Regions from separate parts of the Sus scrofa genome. Here region 2 is linked to region 1. The links are chromatin contacts, called in public promoter capture Hi-C maps. All regions are on one chromosome and are shown on one strand. Each heading gives the region's core, a stretch centred on a gene start, on an enhancer-like site or on the middle of the called end of the contact. The rest is flanking DNA. Distances are from core to core; before and after follow the strand shown.

What was found. Promoter capture Hi-C pulls out the DNA fragments that hold promoters and counts their contacts.
Region 2: a contact with region 1 is called in a promoter capture Hi-C map of liver, with 10 times the contacts expected there. The contact joins the promoter of EEA1 here to the promoter of NR2C1 in region 1. A contact is called at or near these places in 1 of 5 promoter capture datasets (liver) and 1 of 2 datasets of contacts at active chromatin or transcription factors (alveolar macrophages).

Annotation. Positions count from the first base shown.
Region 1 is chr5:88,228,465-88,236,145 of Sscrofa11.1, reverse strand. It overlaps NR2C1 (nuclear receptor subfamily 2 group C member 1), which reads right to left and starts at 4,963. Exons shown (of 14, transcript XM_005664254.3): 1 at 4,635-4,963. LOC110260793 (a long non-coding RNA gene) reads left to right here and starts at 3,988. Exons shown (of 3, transcript XR_002344252.1): 1 at 3,988-4,096. FGD6 (FYVE, RhoGEF and PH domain-containing protein 6) reads right to left here. Exons shown (of 23, transcript XM_013998063.2): 23 at 6,339-7,681.
Region 2 is chr5:90,128,414-90,136,094 of Sscrofa11.1, reverse strand. It overlaps EEA1 (early endosome antigen 1), which reads right to left and starts at 4,388. Exons shown (of 33, transcript XM_021091260.1): 1 at 4,138-4,388. The coding sequence starts at 4,161.

The DNA of each region.
Region 1 (7,681 bases), core at 3,714-6,213:
ATTTTTCAAGTAGAAATTTATGGGTCACTTATTTTGCTTATGCCTTTTGAAAAGTAGCAGTCCTTCAGCCGTAGCCCTCTGCATCTTGTGTTCATTTACCTTCTAAAGCATCCTGCTGTTATCTACATAGATGATAAAAGACCGAAGCTTTCCAATAGGCTAATTTGTATTCATATCTGAACTCAGCAGGGTTTTTTGGTTTTTTTTTTTTTTTTTTTTTTGGTTTTTAGGGCCGTACCTGCGGCATATGAGGTTCCCAGGCTAGGGGTTGAATTGGAGCTACAGTTGCCAGCCTACACCACAGCCACAGCAGCACCAGATCCAATCTGCGTCTGCGATCTACACCACGGCTCGAAGCAATGTCGGATCCTTAACCCACTGAGCATGGCCAGAGACTGAGCCGCAACCTCATGGTTCCTAGTCAGATTTGTTTCCGCTGAGCCACGACGGGAACTCCTGAACTCAGTAAGTTATTTACTGAAACATCAGGTGCTGTGAGACTACAGGACTTGACAGTGAACAAGACAGAAAAGAGCTCTGCCTCATGGAGCTTATATTTTAGTGAGAAAACAGATGTTTAAAAATGACCATGTACTAAATGCTATGATGCAAGCTGGGAAGGAGTGACACAGAGAAAAACAGAGAAATCTAGGGAGGGGGTTTATTCAGGTAGTAAGTAGAGTGTCCTAGATCTCAAGTCAATAAATCAAACTTGCAATCACATTTTTACTATTTACTAAACGTATGACTATATGTCAGTCACTTAACTTGATAGCTTTACTGAGAAGGCATTTTAGCAAAGACAAAGAAGAAAGATTTGTGCCAAAAAAAAAACCTCTTTAAGGAGTTCCCGTCAAGGCACATCGGAAACGAATCTGACTAGGAACCATGAGTTTGAGGGTTCGATCCCTGGTCTCCTCAGTGGATAAGGATCCGGCATTGCCATGAACTGTGGTGTAGGTCGCAGGCATGGCTCGGATCTGGCGTTGCTCCAATTGGACCCCTAGCCTGGGAACCTCCATATGCCGCAGGTGTGGCCCTAGAAAAGGCAAAAAGACAAAAAAAAACAAAAAACAAAAAGCCTCTTTAAAACCATAAACTTAATGATGAAGAGAGAATGCTTATGACAAACTAAATGAAAAATTAATAAGCAAAATTTTATTTATAACTGATTTTAACTATGCAAAACATGGAAGGACTAAAAACAAACATTCTCAAATGTTTGCTCGTAGGTGAAGGAGATTCAGTTAAGTGAAAATATCTATATCAACGGGTAGCAAAGCATCTCTTGCAAGTAAGAGGTATTTCCTGAAAGTTAGCTGAGTAAAGAAAGTGCTCAAGAGATGAGCAATAGGTCAGAATCACCACTCTGGAGAGGGAGGGTCTGTCAAAACCTTATGGAAGAGACATCTGAGACAGGCACTGAAGGCTCAGTATTTTTACCAACCTGAGGGACAAAGCCAAAAAGCAGGAGGATGCTGCCTTTACTACTCTAGGGCTACTTAATATACACAGGACATACAATCCTACATTTTTGGCTCCGGTTTTTCTTTTTTTCACATTTACCTTGATCTCATTCCTACATACCTTCCCCAGAGAAAAAAGTATATTGTCAATGAGCCCCAGCTTGGATTAAATCCCTGGCCTGGGACCTTCCAGATGCTGTGGGTGCGGCCATTTGAAAAAAAAAAAAAAAAAAAAAAAAAAAGGGGGCCATCTTTCTTCCATTCAGATTCAAAATTTGAAGTCTGTGCTGTATGACTTTATCAAGTATAGTTCATTTTCTTGTTGTGTGTATGTGTCTTTTCAGGCCGAACCCTCAACATATGGCTTATCTGAATTCCCAGGCTAGGGGTCAGGTAGCTATAGCCTGAGAACTGATCCGAGCCATGTCTGCAAACTATACTGCATCTCAGAGCAACGCCAGATCCTCAGCCCACTCATCGGGGCCAGGGATGGAACCAGCATCCTCAGGGATACCAGCTAGGTTGTTACTGCTGAGCCACAATGGGAACTCCCATATCCAGTTCCCACCAGTCCCATTTCCATCCACCAACTGCAGAATGCTGCCACCCAAAGCAGGATTTTGCAAACTTCCTGTTGTGAGTCACTTATGGATGGGAAAATACAAATTTTCTTAAAAAAAAGTAAATTAAGGAGTTCTCTTGGAGTTGCTACTGTGGCTCAGCAGGTTAAGAACATGCCATAGTGTTCGTGAGGATCCCTGGCCTCGCTCACTGGGTTAAGGATCAGGCATTGCTGCAGGCTGAGGCTGGGCTGCAGATGCTGCTCGGATCTGCTATGTCTGTGGCTGTGGTGTAGGCGTGCAGCTACAGCTCTGATTCAACTCCTGGCCAGGGAACTTCCATAGAGCAGGTGCAGCCAGTGGGAGGAGGAAATTAAAATAGAAAACACTGCATCAGGTACAGTGAGGGTTAAGAACAGTTTCGTGAAGACGTTTCAATTTAATCTGTGTGTATGTGTTGAGGTCGAGCTATGATGCAAAATTTATTTTTCTGTGGGGCAGTCAAAAAAAGCTTGAAAATAGGTTTTAAGACAAGGATTCTTTTTTTTCTGGTGGGATGGGTCACACATCCCTTTGAAAATCTGACGGAAGTTAAGGTCTCCCTCACCAGAAAACAAGTTTATGTTCATTCACACTACAAATGATGGTACATGCCGAATTTCAAAGGGCTCATAAAACCTCCTGTGGTCAGTCCAAGGATTTTTCAAGTTAAGAATCCTTTGAGTATAATTTCAGCTGCTGCCAGAATTGAGTTTACTGGATGAATATTTACTTTACACAACTCTGTGTACGAAAATACCCTACAAGGCGAGAATCACCTTTGTGTCAGCATATGTGACCAAGAGCAAGGTCTTGAGATGCTTAAAAAACTGAAATACATCCTATGCTCCCGCTTCAGAACTGTGAGTGCCTCTTTAATGGTCAAAGAATAAAGTTTCAGCCCTTCTGGATTTTTTTCAATATTTCCTAAGTTCCTATAACATGCCTGCCATTGCAGACACAAAGGAGCATCCTTTAAAGCCTGTCTTCCTCATCTTCTCATTTTTAACTCCTACCAGTCCCAAGGGGCCTCTGTTCAGGACAAAGTGGAATGTTCTTATTCCCAAATACACAATTCCAAGCTCCTCCTCCTGCATTTAAATTACCTCGACCTTTAAAACTCAGTTCTAATGTTTTTGTTTGTTTTTAACTCAATCTTTCTAGATGGATACAGCATTTATTGTGCATACTAAGGTTAACTAGGATTCAAGAAGAGACTTCTCTTTTACTTCTCATATAGCATGCAAAATTTTATGTAAAAGTACATTTTTTAGAGACAGTCCATGGCTTTCATAAAAGATCTTAAGAGGCTGGAGAGGGTCCTTTATGGCTCAAAAAAGGTATAATTATATACACTATTCATCCTTTATTACATGCAGTTTCTTTTTTCTATTCTCCACGGGTAGGAAGTATATTCCTTGTGTACAAGACCCACAGATAGTAGCTACTCTGGAAATGTTTGCCGCCTTTGATTTGTGCCTCCCTCAAAACCCGCCCTAAAAAGACGGAAATGCCCCTACAAAGAATGATGAAAATGTATCTCATGTGATCCACTTTTTAAAAATAATTAACAGGAATATTTCTTTTAGATCTACCAAAGTGACACACAAGCAAAAGCTAAAAACAATCACTGTGTACCAACCAACCGCGCAGCAGGCATTGTTCAAAAACCTCAAAGTCGAAGGTCTATTTACAAGTTCAGGAGGCACAAAACCCCAAAGGCCTTAATTTCAACCCCTTTTGCTTCTCCTTTCCAGTTCGCATTATTTTTTAAACAGGTGACCTATTTGGTGAAGGTTACGAGACAACCTGGCAACATTTACCATTCAACAAACGCTATCTGCAGGAGTTGGAGGTAGTTTCTTAACAAAAGAGCTCCAGGAAGCTTGGACATGCCCATTTCAGGGAGGACCCTCGGCCGATCCATTCTTTCGCAAAAGATACAGATCCAAAGGCAGCGGCCACTCCCGCCCCATCCGTTCTTAAGTTGAAAGCGTTATTCCGTCTGCCCTGGGTGAGCACGAGAATTAGGTAAGAGGCCCGCGCGGGGAAAGGGATCCGGGCCTCGGCTCGCGCCCACGAGTGGCCAGGTGGACCCCGCAGCGTCCCGCCGGCGCTCGAGCCCACGCTGCATCCCGGGCCCGGCGGCGGTGGCGCTCGACTCCCCAAGGCGGGGGAAGCGGCGGCGGCGCCGAGACGGAAGCTTTTCCTGTAGGTGAAAGGTCAGAGGCGCCGCGGGAGAGGCTGCCGTGCGCGCCCAGCCGCTCGCGGACTCCCTCTCGCGCCCGCCACTCCGGCCCCTCTTTGGGCTCCGGGCCCCGTGCCCGGCCCTGGCTACGGCCTCGGCCTCTCTCGGAGCCCCGCACAGTCGGCCTCGCCGCTCCGGCCGCTGTCCGCGCTCCCAGCCCGCCCCGAGCAGCGCGGCGCTGCCAGAGGGCGGGCTCTACCGGCTGCAGCCGCAGGCTGTTGCGGGAACTGGGGACGCAGCCGTTGGCAGTTGGGAGGAAAGGACCTCCCCGTGCCCTACGCCCCCCGTCCCGGGCGCGGCTACGGCCGCTTTTTTCCTCACCGGCTCTTACTGGCGCTTCTCTGCCGAGCTACGTTCCCCGGGCGTAGACCGGACAGTCCCACTGCGGCGGCTGCTGCGGGGGGGGGGGGGCCTCCGGGAAGAGGCAGGTTGGAGAAAACTAAGGGGGAAGGGTTTTAAAAAGTGGGGGCAGGGAGCTTTCGGGGTTTGTGTATTTGTGGGGGGGTCAGAGTTCGTGACCCCTCCCTCGGCTCCTCGTTGCGCGCTCCCGCCCGCGCCTGCGCATTAGTGGCGAGAGGAGGTCGTGACGTTCCCTGGGTGGATGAGAGAACCCAGCCTCTGAATAATTGGCTGCCCCCTATCGGGTAGGAGGGAGACTGCACTGCCAGAGCCCTATGGGCACTTTTAGAAGCCGCTTGTTTAGCGTCGTTTGCAAAAGGTGGTAAAGGAAGATCCGATTTTGGCAAAAATAAATGACCGAATCAGTTTTATGACAGTTCGGTTTCTAACTTGTGGGAATCTGGCTCTGTTAACAGACTTTCTCTTACCTTAGACTAAAAGGTTTATTAGAAGAGTAACAAAATAGGGTACATCCCAATAAAATATTTTAAATTACCTTAAATAAAACAAGCTGGGGTATAATCCTGTATGTGGCGAAGTTTTACTTAGTCAACTCTTGTGAATAAATAGGTTTAATGGCCAAACGGAGCTAGTGATTATATTCTAAATCATTTAGAATGTAATCTTCCTAAGACTGGCTTTAGTCTGTTTTCCTCAGCGGTTTGTTTCCAAGCTTATAGGACAGTGCTTAAAGGGCAATAAACATTTGCGAAAAGAAGAGGCATTGACGGAGCATCACATTCTTTTTTTTTTTTTTTTTTTTTAATGGCCACACCCCTGGCATATGGCAGTTTCCAGGCTAGGAATTGCAGCTGTAGCTGCTGGCCTTCGCCATAGCAATCCCAGACCTGAGTCACCTACACCACAGCTCAAGGCTATGAGCAAGGCCAGGAATTGGACTCATATCTCCATGGATACTAGTCGGACTTGTTACCGCTGAGCCAGGGTGGGAACTCTAGCCACAAGGGAACACATTCTGATACTACCAGAAGCATGGCGGTGTAGCAGGAAGAGCTGCCCTGTGTGGTTTTCACATTAAGAGCTTTCTTTTAGTATTGATAGGCACTAGAAAAGCAGTCAGGGATTCAGGAAGCCCAAGTCTGGAAAAACAAAAGTGAGCTGAGAAGGAGAACATCACTTTTGTCATTTTCCTCTGGACCCAGGCAGCTGGACACAAAAGGGGCATGCACCAACCCTTAACACGTGGAAATATGTTTTTCGTCTCATTCTCCAAAGTCTCCTTTTCCTATTAGTATCATTTGTTGTGTTTGGTGGTTTTAAGGCAGCCCTTCCTGCAGGCAGTCAAATTTGGAATCAGATAGTTAAGTCTCAAAGGTGACAACTAAGAAAGGATACTGTAGGTCCAATGGAAAAAGGCAATCTGAGACCTTTCCTCTATTCTCAGTGCCTAATATGGGGTTACCCCCTTATCATCCAATTAATTCACCTAAGTCATGGTAAACTGACTTAATAAAGTTTGAAAGTAGAAGCCAGCTTGGGAATATATTGTATGAGTGAAAGAGAGCTACCCCTAATTATGATTCAGGAAAACAGGTCTGTGTGGTTCATCTTTAAAATGAGTGACTACAAAAAATTATGGTTTAAGAGACATCATCACACCAAACGTCGATTTAGTAAATTTATTTTGTATAAATACAATGAACATTTTTTACAGTGCTAATATTTTATTTATAAAGGATCTATATATCTCTATATGAACAATAAGATACAAACTATTATCACTTTAAGTAAAAAGAGTTTCTATAAATCTATGTCATTAAAAAAGATAGTATTTCAAGATTGGTTCTTCATGTGCTAAGACCAACTCATATAAAAGAGAGCTGCCCCTTCATCCTAGTCCCCACAAAAAGGAGAATTTAATATTGAAGCTTTTTGAACATTTTTTACTACTTTGTCTTAAAATCGTACTAGAAAATTTCCATTAGAAAATAACATTAGAAGTGGCATAGGCTCCAGAATGCCATTTGTATATTAGAGGCACTCAAAAAAAAAAAAAAAAAAAAAAAGAGATCCATTTGAATTAATTTAATTCACCAAACAAATACTGAATGTCTAGCACATGCAAGACATTCTGCCAGATGCTGAGAGGGAATCTCTAATGAGCAAAATACAGTTGCTGTTCTCAAGGACAGAATATGATAAGCACCATAAGCAAGTCTGTTTAAGGGCCAAAGGCTATGGGAACATGGAGAAAGAGACTAGATCAGAGGAACGGAGGCGGGGTGGGGAGGGACTAGTATCAACCGTTACAGAGAAGTCTTGGATAAATAGGCAGAAATGGAGGCGGGGGCAAGGAGGAGAAACAATAAAATGGTGTGAAAAGAGAAAGGTTGGGTTAGGGTTAGCTGCAGGGTACGACACCTGAGGAAAAGTATTCCACAGCAAGCCCCTTGGAAGCCAATGGTGTAAAGAGCAGGGGTGAAACTAGATCAGAACTATGCTTTACAAGATGGTTCTGGCCGTGTTTAGAATGGGACCATGCAAAGAAGGCACTGGAATTCGAAAAGTTATGCCCATCATTGGGAAGGGCTTGAGCTAGGGCTGATGCAGTAACAGAAGGGCAACGAAGCTGGAAAGGATACAAGAGCAACGGTTAGAGGGTCTTGTTGAGACTTGGAGGCAGATTCTGGAGCCTAGAATGGTATTTTTCCATTGCAGAAGAGAGATATACAGAGTTCAATGAAAAGAAACTGAGTTGAGTTTTAGGTTTGTAAAACTGAAAATGCTTAAAGACATGTAGATATCCAACAGGTACGTGCAAATATGGCCTTGCAGGCATATGGTGGAAAGAGCAGGTCTGAGATCTGAGTTATCATGAGGTACTTTGGGGATTTTCTTTGAGTTAGAGATGACAGGAATCCTGTCCTTACTTTCTTCAACAAGTATTTTTCTCTTTAAAGACACAGGGTAGGTATTTTGTGAGAAACCAATATATTACATATAGGATC
Region 2 (7,681 bases), core at 3,139-5,638, 1.9 Mb before region 1:
CTGTCCTACACCACAGCCACAGCAATGCCAGATCCTTAATCCACTGAGCAAGGCCAGGGATCGAACCACAACCTCATGGTTCCTAGTCGGATTCATTTCCGCTGCACCATGAGGGGTACTCCCGCCTCTTTGTTTATACTCTAACTCCTTCCTAGGATGAAAGTAACTCTCTTTTCCTAAAAACAGTTCTTCAAAACCCCATCTCCTGCCCATTTTCTCCAAGGAGACTCCCCACTCACACAGGTCATTCTGATCATTCCTCCTCTGAATTACCACAGTCTTCATTGTCTGTATCATTTACTCTGGCACGTAATCATGTAACTTCCTGAGGGAGAAGTTAGATCATATTTTTCCCATATTTTCCCAAATGACTGGCATGGTGCTAATCCTGTTAGTTGAGTAGAGGAGGAAAAGGCAACAGGGCGCCAAAAAAGGGAAATGTACTGAGAGTTGGGAAAATTTGGCTCAAGCCTCAGTTTTGACATCTACTGTGTTGCCTTAGATAAATCACTCAACCTCTCAGTTCCTACTTGCCCATTTTTAAAATGAGAGACCTGTTAACCACAAAAGAAGCCTTTTATTTCCACAATTCTAGAATTAAATTCATTTTTTCTTTAGCAATATTACTGATATATACTAATAAAAGGAAATCCAATACACTAAAGAGTCAAAGAAACGGCAACGAAGTTTATAAACTGCCTAAATTACTAAATGATGTTTTTCCAGCCATGAAGCACTTTAAATTCACATTTCTCTGCAAAGCCTATTAAGCAAAATAGTCAACACATACATACTGGAGCTACCTCAATTTTTTTTTCAGACTCTTTCAAACCTCAAAGAAAGGATGAGGGAGGAAGAGGAAGAAGAGGAGAACCAGCACCTAAATTTTATACAAACTACCCTAGAACTTATTGATGATGTACAAAGACTCTGAGTCATAATTGATGATAAGCACATTGTCGGTATCTTTTTCTGTAACACTGTTTAAAAGATACTATTCGAGGGGGGGGGGAGAGGCGCTGGGGGTGTGGGATGGAAATAGTATAAAACTGGATTGTGACGGTCATTGTACCAACTATAAATATAATAAAAATAAGTATTTTTTTAAAAAGGATACTATTCAGGAGAAAATTACAACAGTTAAAATGAAAATGGAATGTTAAAGGTATGAAATTTAATTTCAAAGCATGGGGACCATTTCAAATCTCTAAATCAGTAACTTTGGTTTTCATCTTTTACCTTATTACCTTTGCTAAAAAATAAGATTATCAGGGTGGGGTAAAATAAAATGGTTGCTATGTTACATAATTTAAAGATTCAAGCTATATTTGTTAGTAAATACCACCTGTGGATTTAACAAGATTTCTTTAAGGCTCTATCCAAATGCCTCTATTAAAAATGCTGGGCATTAATACTGACCCATCTGTAAGATAACAGACAGCTCCTGCCAGGTGATTCTAGGTTCTTTCCTGATCTGATCTGAGCAATCTCTGCACAGTTTTACTACCTAAACTTAATTATTCACACTCCCTTGAATTACCTGTCCCTTTTACAACTTCTTGCCTAGGCATTTGAGTTTCCTCTGCCTGAAGTGCCCTCCCTTCTTTCCAGCCACAAATATGCCCTCCTCCCACAAGCTTTTCCAGATTGCCCCCAAAATTCTCCCACAGACTGGCCCCCAGGAACTATTCATTCTTATTATTGCAAAGCACTTATTACTACTATGCATTGTCCTTTTTTTTTTTTTTTTTTCCTTTGGTCATAGTGGTCAAATCGGAGCTGTAGCTGCTGTCCTACGCCACAGCCATGCAGGATCTGAGCTGCATCTGCAACCTACACCACAGCTCAGGGCAATGCCAGAGACTTAACCCACTGAGCAAGGCCCAGGATCGAACCTGCCTGTCCTCATGGATATTCGTCAGATTCTTTTCTGCTGAGCCACGATGGGAACTCCAGCATTGTCGTTACTTTTAAATGTCCACTTCCCCAACGAGCTGTGAGTTCTAAAAGGAGGGCCCATATCTTATTTAACTGTTTCCCAGCCCCTAGCAGATGCCTTGCATTTACTGAAACTCAATATAAGGACACTAAAAACAAACAAAAAATTAAGTAGTTAATGAGAGACAATTCAAACTTTCTTATAAAGCGCATATAAATTTAACACAGTAGTTCTCAACCAAGGCAATTTTGCCCCTAGGTGACATATGGTAAAACGTTCAGATATTTTTGGTTGTCCCAATGGGGGGTAGGGGATTTTAGGAGAGCTACTGGCATCGAGTGGGTAGAAGCCAGGGATATACTGCTAAACATTTTACAATGCAAAGGGCAGCTTCCTACAACAATTATCCAGTCACAAATGTCAACAGTGCCATGGTTAAGAAACTCAGTTGTCAACTGACTTATTCCTGTGTGTTGATGATTCCTTATCACGTCTCAACAATAATCAGAATAAATTCCATTTTTTAGTTTCAACTGAAGCTTCTGCAGCCATTTACCTGTACACACCAACACTAAAAATGATCTTTATATAACTGTAATGTTTAAGAACATTAAACCAAGAGTACTGGAAAGCATCTCATATTTCTGAAAACTAATCTATAACTACCAGAAGCTACTCTTAGGTCAGTTAACACTGTTTTATTTATAAACTTTATTGCAAATCACAGACGACTCATTTTCGGCTATGGAATGATGTAACAGAAACACAATCTGAGACATGAAGTAATCAATCAGTTCCTACACGTCTGATAAAAGAAAAATCTCTAAGTACTGCAAGTAAATCATGCACAGATGTCTTTGATGTTGAGCACAGAACTGATGGCCAAAGGGCACTGCCCTTGCTACAGCCAAAATAGGTGCTTATCAAGATTTCGAAAAACTCTGGCAAAACACTGCAAAACATCCAACGTCAATACAGGGTGGCAGATGCAAAAGTTAGCTATTTCTCGCCCTGATATATGACCAAGTTTCACATGACTGGAATACTTCACAAAGCTATGCAGCCGCAAGGACACTCACTCCCTTTCTAAGCAGTGAATGACTCAACTCTCTTTGGTACATTCCTTGACTGAATACTACAAGTTCACTAATTCCTTTTGTCCTTTGAACTAGTTATCCTACTCCCTCAATAACCAACTAACGAATCTGGCACCAGCTTTTCAATCATTTACATTTTGCACCCTATCGGTCCCAAAAAGAAATATAGAAGTTGTCCAAAACAAAAACTTGAGTACAGTAAATCTTATAGAAAAGATCTCAATTGCTATTCCAGGAACTGACTCCTAAACACAACATCTACATATCGCCAATGCGCTCATCTTTATATATCAAGGTTTTTTTCCAGATTGTAAATAAAGATAGCACTGGCAGAAAATAAAGGAGTTAAGTGCATACCCGGGGCTAGAGCTTACGGGGGATTTAGTCTCCGACGGCTCCAAAAAGCTACTGGGCTGGGAGGGGGAAACGCATTTTTAACTGGGGAGGGGAAAAGTTTGCAACAGTGAGTAATATCTTCCTTCGAGGCTGACTCTGCCAGGGACGTGTCGGTACCGCGACTGGGCCGAGGCTAGGCCAGCTTTCACCACGTTACCACGCAGGGCTGCCCAGAGCAGACCGCGACGCCGAGCGTGGCAGCTGCGGGTCGCGTAAAGTTGGGGGGCCCGCTGGGCAGGGCGGCCGGGGGACCCGCCGAACTCGCCTCCCGCGGGCTCCCACGGGGCGTCCTCCAGCCCGGCGGGCGGCCGGCCGGCCCCGGCGGCACCAACTCTCCGTGTTCACTGCCATTCCAGGATCTGGAAGGAACGCGCCGGCACCACACCCTCCCGCCCCGCCGCCCGCTCGCACTGACAGCCCGTGCGGGAGCGGGGCCCGGGCCTGGGCGCGCGGGGCCGCGGCAGACCGGGCGCCCGGCCCCGGCCTGCCGCCGCGCCCGCCCTCCCTGCCCCCACGCCCGCCCCGGGAGCAGAGGACCGAGGCCTAATCAGCGCCCGGGCTGCGGGGCCTAAAGCAGGGAGGCGCCCGCACTGAGGAGGGACGCCAGCGCCGCCGCCTCGGCTCCTCAGCGCGGCGGCGGCTTCCGCGGCCTCGGACTCGGGCTCCCGCTCACGTGCTCCTGGAAAGACGGTTTCACTCTCTTACCCTCTGCAAAATCCTCCTTAACATGGTTTAAACACCCCCCGGCGCTGCCGCGGTGACTCTCCGGACCCTCCTCGGGGTCACTCACTACTCGGGGGTGCGCGGGCGGTAGGGACTGAGCCAGAAGGGAACCTGGGAGGAGGTCGGGGCGAGGCGGTGGCGGCAGCCGCTAGGGCGGCCCCGACTTCCCCACAGGCGGTGAGAGGGAGCGCGCGCGAGCCGGGGACGAGATAGCCAGCGAGCGCCCGCCCGCCGGGCCGCCCCCGTAACTGACAGCTGGGCGGACCCGCCCGCGCCGCCCCGCCCTCTCGGCCTGTCCATCCGCGGGAGGCGGGGCTGGAAGGGGCCTGGCCTGGGCCGGCGACCAATCGGAAAGGGCGGCGGCGTGGGCCATTGCGTGACGGACAGGAGGCAGGACGCTGGCACTGCCGCTCCTTCCGGCCGCTGAGCGCACACCCGCGCTCCGTCAGAGGCGCTCGCGCGTAGACCCGGCACCCGCGGAGGGGACTTGGGGACCTGGGGACTTGGGGACCTTGGGGCTTGGGGGGTGGTCCTTGGCCGCGAAGGAAGGCGGGCTCTCGAGGCAGGTACCTGCTATGGCACCTCAGACTGCTCTGTAAAATCTGTCGGTGTGACCCTGGCCTTGACCGTTGCTCAACTGGACTCCCATTTCTGCAGGAAGCTTAGTCTCAGAGTGCAAGCAAAGGAGAGACTCAGACACGATTAACCGGTCTGTTGGGCTTCCCTCCTCTGGTCCAACCCCTGGCTCCTTTCCCTCCTCCCTTCCTGCTTCTCATTTCAGCCAAAGGAAAAGTAAAGAATCGGAAGAAAGTATAGAAAGAAACTGCAATTTGAATTGATAGGGAAAAAAAAAAGTTTGGCGTTGTCCTTTGGACTATAGCAACAATATTTAATGGACTGATGACGCTAACATGTTGCACCCACTAAAGCCCATGCTTGGCTCATTCTCCTAAGGAATTTTAAATCCTCTTCTGATAACGAATGTATGAAGTGAATCGACATTAATGCGTCTGTTTCATAGATTAAGAAAAAAATAATGACGTTTTCCCTTCGTGGCTCCGCAAAAACCAATCTGACTAGCATCCATGAGCATGCAGGTTCCATCCCTGGCCTCGCTCAGTGGGCTAAGGATCTGGTGTAGCCCTAAGCTGTGGTGTAGGTCGCAGATGCAGCTGGGATCGTCGGACTGCAGCTCTGATTCGACCCCTAGCCTGGGAACCTCCATATGCTGCAGGTTTGGCCCTACAAAAAAAACAAAATGAGGTCACAGATAAACAGTGTGCCAAAACAAGGATGTGGACTGGGAAATGGACTTAGAACTGACTTCCAGGCACCATGTCATTATTTGAAGTCAAAAGTCACAGCTGCCCAAAACAAAAAAAAAAAAAGTCACAGCTGCAGAATCATATCATTTTGCCAAGTTGCTCTCAGCTTTCACAAGTTGAGAGATTTGGCTTTTACCCTGGAGGGGGGAGCAGGGGAGAAGACTTTAACATTGTTTACATAGGGAAGAAGAAGGGGAGAAAAATGCAACTAACCCTGCTTGAATTGGGGGAGGGGGGTAATGAAGTCTACCAAGCAATGAATGGAGTGCTTATTAGAAAATACTTCCAGGTCTTTTGAAAAGATGCAGCAAATATTTTCAAATTAGTTAAGGTAAAAGTGTTTTATAAAGTGTAAATAAAGCATTATATCATGTAATATGTTGTTTCTATCCCAGACATGTCTGTATTTTAATGTGGATGTGTCTGCGCCTATAGTGCAGCAAACAGTCGTGCCTACAACTAATACATTATTAATCACTATTGATGATAGTGCACTTAAATACTTCCAGACAAACATAGCAAAGCACACTCTTCCATCTTTCCAGACACAGGCACTTTATTTTAGAAAATATGGGAAATATTTTCACCGACATAGGGGGATAAAACTGTGGTATAATACATATGTGGTCTCTGCTCCCAAGTAATAACATGATGGATAAGGTGATAAGAGCATCTTTTGTTGTAATGTTTGACCCTTGACCCTGGCTCCCCATACCAGAACTTCTAAGACCCTTGGAATCCCAGAGTGATGAGTGTCTTTTTGTATGCTAATGAAATGACAAGTGGCCAGGAGTCCCTAAAACTTTAGGGTGGGGGCTGACCCCAGAAAAACCAAGGGATGATTAGAAGGTTGGAGTTTGGGGGCCTACCCCCACCCCGCCACCTCCAGGAGGGAAGAGGAGCTGAAGGGGTTAATTGCCATTAGCCAATGATACAATCAATTATGCCTACATAACGGAGCCTCCATAAAAACCCTAAATAATGAGGTTTGGAGAGCTCCCAGATTGATAAATATCAAGGTGATGGGAGGATGACGCGTCTGGAGAGAACAGGGAAGTTCTGCTTTTCCCCATACCTTGACCTACGCATCTCTTCCATTTGGCTTTTCCTGAGTTGTTGCCCTAGTAATAGGCCGGTGAGAGTAAATGAAGTATTTCTGTGAGTTCTGTGAGCCATTATAGCAAATTATCAAACCTGGGGCGAGTGTTGTAGGAACCCTCAATTTATAGCCAGGTGGTCCAAAGTACAGGTGACAATCTGGGAATTTTAACTGGTATCTGAAGTAGGGGGCATTCTTGGTGGGACTGAGCCTTTACCCTGTGAGGTCTGTGCTAACTCTGGGTCATTGGTACCAGAATTGAACTAAATTGTACACCCAGTTGGTATTCAGGGAATTGGAGAATAGCTTGGTATGAAAAAAACCACCGATGAATGTCCACTTAAAGTGACATCTATTTCTATTTCTATTATTTGTCTTTCAAAGATTAGCTTAAAATGCTGCTTATTGGAGTTCCCGTTGTGGTACAGCTGAAACAATCTGACGAGGAACCATTAGGTTGCAGGTTCCATCCCTGGCCTCGCTCAATAGATTAAGGATCCGGCATTGCTGTGAGCTATGGTGTAGGTCACAGATACAGCTCAGATCCTGCGTTGCTGTGGCTGTGGTGGAGGCGGGCAGCTGTACCTCTGATTAGACCCCTAGCCTGAGAACGCCCATGTGTCGAGGGTGCAGCCCTAAAAAGAAAAATAAATTAATTAATTTAATTAAATGCTGCGTATTAATGTCACATGCTAAGTAAATCTTTCTCCACTAGAATTCTCCAGTGGAATCTTTTGACGAATATAAATAGACTCTCATCTACTGCTTAGCTAGATGGGTTATTCAAAAGTCCCTGCGTTCCCCTGCAGCTTATGATAACTCCATCACTGGAATAATATACTAGAGAACTTAATTACTCCAAAAGAAAATAGGCAGTGGGTGAGACATAATCATGTAAGAATATCATTTGCTAATCTAGCAACTTCCCACACAGAACAATCCTGCTAACCCATCTGACTGCTAATTGCTATTCATTTAACTCTTACCTGTTGGCCCTTCTTAGTTTCTTACTATCAGCCACTTCCCTAGCATCCTGATTTCCATCAAAACCCAGCTTAAAGCCTATGATCCAACTTTATAGTACCCCCCCCAACTTTTGCAA